Linked DNA regions of Muntiacus reevesi: region 2 is linked to region 1. The links are chromatin contacts, called in public Hi-C maps. All regions are on one chromosome and are shown on one strand. Each heading gives the region's core, a stretch centred on a gene start, on an enhancer-like site or on the middle of the called end of the contact. The rest is flanking DNA. Distances are from core to core; before and after follow the strand shown. Region 1 holds the start of NAMPT (nicotinamide phosphoribosyltransferase). Region 2 holds the start of HBP1 (HMG-box transcription factor 1).

What was found. Hi-C and Micro-C count contacts between places; a contact is called where the count stands out from the background.
Region 2: a contact with region 1 is called in a Hi-C map of blood, with 4 times the contacts expected there. The contact joins the promoter of HBP1 here to the promoter of NAMPT in region 1. A contact is called at or near these places in 2 of 3 Hi-C or Micro-C datasets (blood and muscle).

The regions. Positions count from the first base shown.
Region 1 is chr6:44,982,267-44,986,254 of mMunRee1.1, forward strand. It overlaps NAMPT (nicotinamide phosphoribosyltransferase), which reads right to left and starts at 1,966. Exons shown (of 11, transcript XM_065938655.1): 1 at 1,709-1,966. The coding sequence starts at 1,765.
Region 2 is chr6:45,833,287-45,836,786 of mMunRee1.1, forward strand. HBP1 (HMG-box transcription factor 1) reads left to right here and starts at 1,797. Exons shown (of 11, transcript XM_065939838.1): 1 at 1,797-1,839. The coding sequence starts at 1,825.

The DNA.
Region 1 (3,988 bases), core at 716-3,215:
TAGAAAACTTTAGGGTAACCACTCTTACCTTTCATCCTAGGAAACTGATGTTAAAGCAATTTTACTTTTCTTATATATAATATAACTAGAGGAGCCACAAACTAAAGAAGCTTGCACACTGTTTTGTTTTTAAAAGCTAAAACTTTCCTTTCTTGTTATTAATACATTAAAAAACTTGAAAATTATTTTAAAGATTTAGTTAAGGGGATAGAGTTTTAGAAAACTGTGAATGACACTCTTCTAAAATCACTATTAAAAACACTCAAAATACCATGAACTAAGCAACCACAAGAGTAGCACAAGTCAACCATCCCTGATAGCACTAAGATCTCCTTGCAACTGTGTAGATTTCCATTTTTAAGTTCCATTTAAAAGACCACTCTTTAGCGAAACTTGGTTCTACTTTAAATAATAACCCACCTTAATTATCAAAAGTAGAATCTTAAACTAGCTAGGAAAAAAATTTCAACAGAGAACTTAAGTAAAATGGGATTCTTCAAAATACTTTACTGGAATATTTAAGAGAAAAAACTAAAAGCAACAACAAAGCTGAAAACATTATGCTTTAATCGCTATACTCCAAACTACCATGCTGCTCAAGTAAAAACTGAAACTTATTTTGTGAAAGTGGTGTTTTCAGAGTGACATGTCATTTTTCAGGTGTCCTGGATAACAAAGCTTGTTAGCAAAGTATAATCCAGTTTACTTCATATAATGTGGAAACTGAGGGAGGGGATATTTCTCAAATTTCCCTTTAATCACTCTTCCCTTTATTTATGTATGTGAGTTTCAAATAAAATGATCGGGGCACCTATACAAGCAAGCGTCCAAGAGCCATAGTAACAGAACGCTGTGTCCTCTCAACAAGTTCTCTAGGTTAACTACAGTTTTTTAAACTTCTTGTGTTTCACTTTCCTTTTCACAGAAATCACAAAGTGGCTCTAATGGAATACAGGCAGATCGGCCTTTGCAACAGGGGATGAGGAGTGTGAGTGATCACCAGAGGCAAAGGAGTTTGAAACCGAGCCCAATGGAATGGGACGGGGAAGTCGAGCAGGGCTCCCCGGAACAGATAGATAAGGGTCCTCGGCACCCGGGCCACCGGGAGAGGAACGTGGCTGGCTGCTCCGGCAGCCCTACTAGACCTCGCCCACCCCTTCCTCGAGGAGGGACACATCTGCCGACTAAGGGGTGAGCTTGCTTGACTCAGCTACGCGAGGGAAACCCCACTTTTCAAACCTGACTCCCTCTTTCCACGGCGGAATCCCAGGGGCCGTTGCCTAACTGACCTGCTCTCCTCAGGCAAGCCCTAACCAAGGCCGGCCCTACCGGGCCCAGGGCCAAAAGGCCGCACTCCTGGGGAAGGCATGAGCTCACCCAGTGACGCCCCGGCCGTCGGCCCGCTGAGCTGCCCCGAGCCCCGGGCGGCGAGTGCGGGGAACCGGTTCGGGCCCGCCTCAACCCCTCGCCGCACCGCCCCACCACGCACCCCCCCAGGCCCCGCCTCCTGCCGTCCATCCCTCCATCCCTGCTCCATCAGCCTCCTCCCCAACTGCGGCGCCAGCCTCACCTGCCCCATCCCGCCCGCCGCCGCCGCCGCCGCGCCTTCCCTCGGGGCTTCCCCAGCGCCACGACCCCAGCCCGGCCGCCCCCGCCCCGCAGCCTCGCGCTGGTCCCCGACGCACCCTCTTCCTTCCCGAGCCTCTACCTTGTATGAGTCGGTGGCCAAGAGGATATTGAACTCGGTTTCTGCCGCAGCATTCATCTCGGGCGGGAGTGTGGGGGCCGCGCGCCGCGGAGTGCCCGGCGCGGCTGCGAGGAAGGAGAAAAATGGGCTTCACCGCGCTCCGTTGCTTAAGTCACCGATCGGTCGGAGGGGGAGGGTAAGAGGAGGGGGAAAGGGAGCGAGTAGGCGGGGCCAGAGGAGGGAGGTCCCGGGAGCCGTGACGCTGCGAGGGAAGCGGCGGCGGTGGAGCGGCGGCGGAGGCGGAGCGCGCTGGCAATCTAGGGACTCCCGGTGGCCTCCTCACCCCGGCTGCCCGCCCCTGTCCCATCGCTCCGCTGGGGACGCGAGGGGCGGGGTGAGGGCGCGCGTGCGCAGATCGCAGGGGGCGGGGGGGGGTGGTGGAGGACGTGAGGCACGCGCTTTTCTCGGAGACGCCCACACCGGGAAGCCGGAGGCTGAGGGGCCGCCCCGGCCCGTGACCCATGCGCCCGCTTGGCTTTCATTTCACGGCCCTAGGCAGCGGGGCGGGGGCGGGGCCGGGGTGGGGGGCGTTCCCAGCCTCGCCACTCCTGCGATTAGCCGGTTCGCCCGCCCCGCTGGCACCTTCCTATCCTTACCCAGTCCTGGCCCGTTTTCTGAGTCCTCTTGAAGTCACGCCACTGGCTGGGGGCTGAGGAGCCTCCCTCTGTCCGTCTCCCCGTCCCCCTCGCGCAGTTCCTCACCTTTGTCTCTGGCTCGGATTCAGGATCGAGCCTTTTGCCTTCATCCCTCGGTCTCTCCTGGTCCTCCTAACCCTCTTTAAAATCTGAAGAGCTTGCTGAGGAATAAGGGCTGAGGGGTCTGCTTAACCTGAGGAATCGACTCCACTTTCCTCCACCTCTGTGACTGAGCTCTTTGATCCTTTGAGGGTGTTTTGACTTTTCCCGAGAAAATAGCCTGCGCCCAAATTCGGGTGTTGAATTTAGTCCTGACAGATAAATCAGAGGACAAGACCCAGTAAGTCTAGTTTGCCGAGGAGTAATCGGCAACGGGCCACAGTCTTTGACAGGGTGCGAGACTTGTGTCATCGCTGTAATCGCTCAATTTTGGGAAACGGGTTGGCAACCTGCAAATAGAAAAGCAAATGAAACGACGTCGGATGACTTCAGCCAAACGTGGACCATCCGTTTGCGTAGTTCTCATACGCGGTTGCATTTTTGCGTAAAACTGATTTCCTTTGTCCCCATGATTAATAGTTTTTTTTTTTTTTTTTTTTTTAAGATTTAGGTTTTACAAGACACAGGTTACCAGGGGAAAACCAACTTAATAAAAACTGGTACATGAACTTTGCAATTGTCATTCAAGTTAGTGGAAGTCTCATTTTATGGAGGATGGGGGTAGAGGCTGTGAATTGAGAGACATTCATCGTCCAAACACTGAGGCCTCTTCAATTAAAACCAACTTCAGTCCAGACTATGTCTCGGAGTTAGTACAGATTCCTGACAATCGCCTACATCTATAGGGAGATTCAGTAAAGGCAAAGATTACAGACTGGTGAGATATCCCTAGGCACTCACCAAGGTAATGAATAATACTAATGCATTTAGAATTATTTCAACAACAAGGTTTAAAACAAACTCGCCTACATCTATAGGGAGATTCAGTAAAGGCAAAGATTACAGACTGGTGAGATATCCCTAGGCACTCACCAAGGTAATGAATAATACTAATGCATTTAGAATTATTTCAACAACAAGGTTTAAAACAAACGAGGCTTTTTTTGGTAGACCTAACTCATGTTTATTAGGGAAAATTACTTTCAAAACTAATATTAAATTAAAATACTAAAAATTTTATTTGGGGAGATTGTTATTAATACGTTAAAGAGTACAATTCAGAGAAGAAAAATGATCCGTTTTGCTCTTAATTTGGATCTTTTTTTCTTCATTCATTTAAAATTTCTATAACCTATTTTATTTAAATGACAAATGCTTTTTGCTTAGCTTCCTGGAATCCATGTATGTATAACTGACCATTGTTTTATGTATGTGTGTGTGGGGGAATAGAATTCTGATTACAAAGTGGGCTTTGTTTATGGTAGCATAAAATTTAAGCTTCAGTCTTTGAATTGAATTTACAGTTTTAAGGTGAAAAGGCTTAATATCAGTGCAAGTAAATATGCAATTAACATTGCTTGTTAAATGCAGAAACAGCCATAAGGCCTGCACTCGAAGCAGCAACTTGAACACAGTGCAGTCTCCACAGGATAAGAGGAAAATGAAG
Region 2 (3,500 bases), core at 547-3,046, 850 kb after region 1:
GGCCACAGTTGAGTCTTGGGGTCACTCCATTAATCTCTGAACTAAGATAAATACAAATATTGTCCTTTTTACTTGGGGAAAAATTCAGGCATTTTATTGGCCCTCTGGATTATTTTTAAGAAACAAAAGAATAATTTGATTGCTATTTGTGAATACAGAATGTGCATCTTTGATCACATGGTAGGGAGGACTATTCTATAAATAATTCCCTTTAAGGATTCAAACAGGGAATCCATAAAACAATTTGAAAACTTGATTCAGTACCAGAAAGTTACTTTGGATTTCCATATTTGTTCCGTGGGTTTCAGATTTAAAAATTCAAGAAAAGTAGGGATTTTTAAAGGAATCACCAGCAAGGATTTAAGGCTCCTTTCCAAAAGTTTGACTTTATAGATTTCTCTCTAGTATGTCTTCCTCCTCTTAAACATACATATAGTGATCTAAAGGTATAAAACCTAAAACATAGCTTAAATGACTAAACACTAAAAGTTCAAAGGGGAAGAAGCTTAATAATGCCTTTGTAATGAGAATGGTAAAAACATCAATTATAGATTAGGAACTGGACAGCCTTGTTTAAAATGAAGGTAACTATAAAGCCAGAAAAGCCATCCTCCTCCCCTGAGTCAGAGAATTCATAACTTAAGGAGGAACTCCTAGTTGGAAACGAAGTAGGAAGACATTCTTTCATCAATGGGAAGACCTCTGGAAGAGGAAAAATGGTTAAACAGCAACTCACCAGAGAAACCCTGATAACGATTCACAAATTACATCAGTTTACGTCACACATTATACCCCTCCGTATTACCTTAAACAACGAGTAAGCTGGTCAATATAGAAAACATCTTTTTGCCTTTCCTCAATTCCAACGTCAACAGTAATGACCCCACCTCCCGCTTCACAGTTTTGTAAATTGTCCAGACCCTCGAGCTTCTCTCTCATTGTTCACCCCCAAGCTTCTCGGTGCCTGGCACGCAGCCGGCATTCAAAAAATCTCGGGTGAACTGAACAGAGTCGGCAGAGAAATTTCAAGCTGTTGTCTAGGGAGGGGTGAAGCCAGGCTCAGGATAAAGGAATGTTAAGTCTTCCCACTGGACTCCAGCACCACCTTTATTATCCCTATCATGCCTGGGGCCGTGATTTCTGGGTGACTGGGTCCCCCTCGAAGCACTGCTTCCGCTTGTGCAGTCATCTCCTTCCCCTCGCACTAAAACAATACCTTGGCCTCTTGCCAAAATCTGAGCCGCAAGCGACTCTGGCTGTTTATGGCCCGGAATGGGTGCTGCGAGAGGCTTGAGGCTGCTCTGAGTGCTAGCACAGGCCCAAAGGAAGAGAAGAGGCAAAAGCTTTAAAACACTCCCTTCCTCCGCCCCCTCCTTTTTGTCCCAGACACCAAAACAAACGAGCTGATACACGTGTCCCTATGACTCTTGTTTACTATCAAGACTGCACCGTGCACGCACTTCTGGGATACGTAGTCCAACTCGTTCCTCCGACGTGCAATCTCGGAGAGAAACATAGCCAGACCCAGACTACGAACCCACAATCCATTTCGGAGGCAATGTTTGGCTGGGGTCCCGGGAGTCTCGGCAGCAATCCAATCCGAAGCGCTCATCCTGGTGATTGACACCCCGTCTTCCCCAATAAATACAACACAAAAGTCAACACAAGCCCGCCCACCGAGACGGACCACGGTACCACCCAATAGGAAGGAGAAATGAACGAATGGCAGTGCCGCAGGCCAATAAGAAGGCGAAGGAGCAGGGCGGAGGCTCAACCCCCCGGGGGTTTGAGGGGAGGGGGAAGACGAAGCTTGAAAGATTGGTAATGGCGACGGGTTTGGTAAGTAGGAAAGTTTCGGTGGAGGGCTAAGAGCGGCGGCAGGAGCAGTAACGCGCCCCGGGGAGGCCGGCGTCAGTTGGAGAGGGGATACGCGAGTTGCTGGTGGTGTTGTCGCGGCCGGGGTGGCCCGCGCCGGGGCAACTTACACTCCGCGGCGGGTTTGTTGTCTTTCTGTTCGGGAAGGGGTGGGGGTGGGGAAGGGAGGGGCAGGATCCCGAGGGTATCTGGCGACCGGGTGAACTCGGGTCGGCTCTCCTCTTCCTGACGGCGGGGGCAGTTAACCGTCCGATACCGGCCTGCGGCGAACCCACCGGACTGGCGCTTCCCGCGAGCTCACCTGGGCTTCGCGTTGGCGCGGTCCGTGGGGGTCTTGGGGCGGGGGCTTGGGAGGCGTCGGCGAGGACGGCGCTCTGGGCCGGGTGGCGCGGTGGGTGGCCGGGCCGGGTGAGGAGATGGGGCGGGCCTGAGCGGGGGGAAGGGGGCCGACGCGACTCTGGGGCTGCCCAGGAAAGTTTGACTTCAACTCCCCGCGAGTGGGCGGAGGGTCGGAGGTTGGCCCGGGGTGGGCGGCCGGCCGCGGGTGGAGGACTCCTGTGAGGCGCCGCCTCTTTGGGGGCCGAGAGGGGCTCGGGCCGAACTGGGAAGCTCGCGGAGCCCTTGGGCCCCGGGGCTCATTGTTACGCAGTTCGAATGAATGGACTCCTTGGCGCCTGCGCGGTGGAGTTGAGCCGAGGGGAAAAACAAGCCTGGAGTCCAGGCTGCGGTCACATGATGGGGGGAGGGGAGGGGAACGCTATGAATGGCGAAAGAGGGTGGGGGATGGACTTGGCGTGAACCGGGAGGCACTGCCTCTGTGTGACCGAGATCGAGGCTTGGCAGGCGGTTTCAGTCTCCGCCTTCCAGCCTATGCTGCTGCCCCAGGCGGATTAAAACAAAAAAGACAACTAGCGAAATCGACTGTCGGGGCCGGGTTTTTGTAGTTCCTTCAAACGCTGCCTGCTGTCTAGGGGAGTTCGCTCGCCGCCGTGCATTCTTTTGAACACATCACCTAGAGTGAATTCTTTAGTAGGAGTTTTCAGCAAGAATCTTTTGTAAAGGGAGCTCTGACTGCGGGGAAACACTCGAGAGTCTTTAATTCTGGGAGCCAATGATGCTAAAGGGAGGAGGTTAAAAGTCAGTTGTGTATATACCAGGAAGTGTTGGAGTCCTACCAGCAATTCCGACTGAGTGTATAGATTTATTTCCCTCTAACTAGCAGTAACAGGTGATTCCTAACAATGATTTAGTGAAATTAAAGTTACTTTTGGATAATTAGAATAGTTGTAACATTTGTAAATATTTTCCTATTTCTTTCTATTGATAATGATCTACATTTGTGATGTACTGCTAGTTCTTTCAGTCTCTGCTTTTTGTTGTTACTGTTTCTGCTGTTTTCCGATTTAACTTGCTGAGTACTAGGGTCAACTGTTGAATTTCCACGATTGAACTACTCAGTTCTTGCTGAGTAGGTAATATTTGACACAGTTTTAAGGAAATTTGAATTATAGTCAAAAGAATTCAATACACCCAATGTATTTTGGAGCTTTTATACTTTTGAGAAAGCCAAAACAAAATATTTAAATTATAAATTGACAGTACATTATTTATAGAGTGAAATTTTG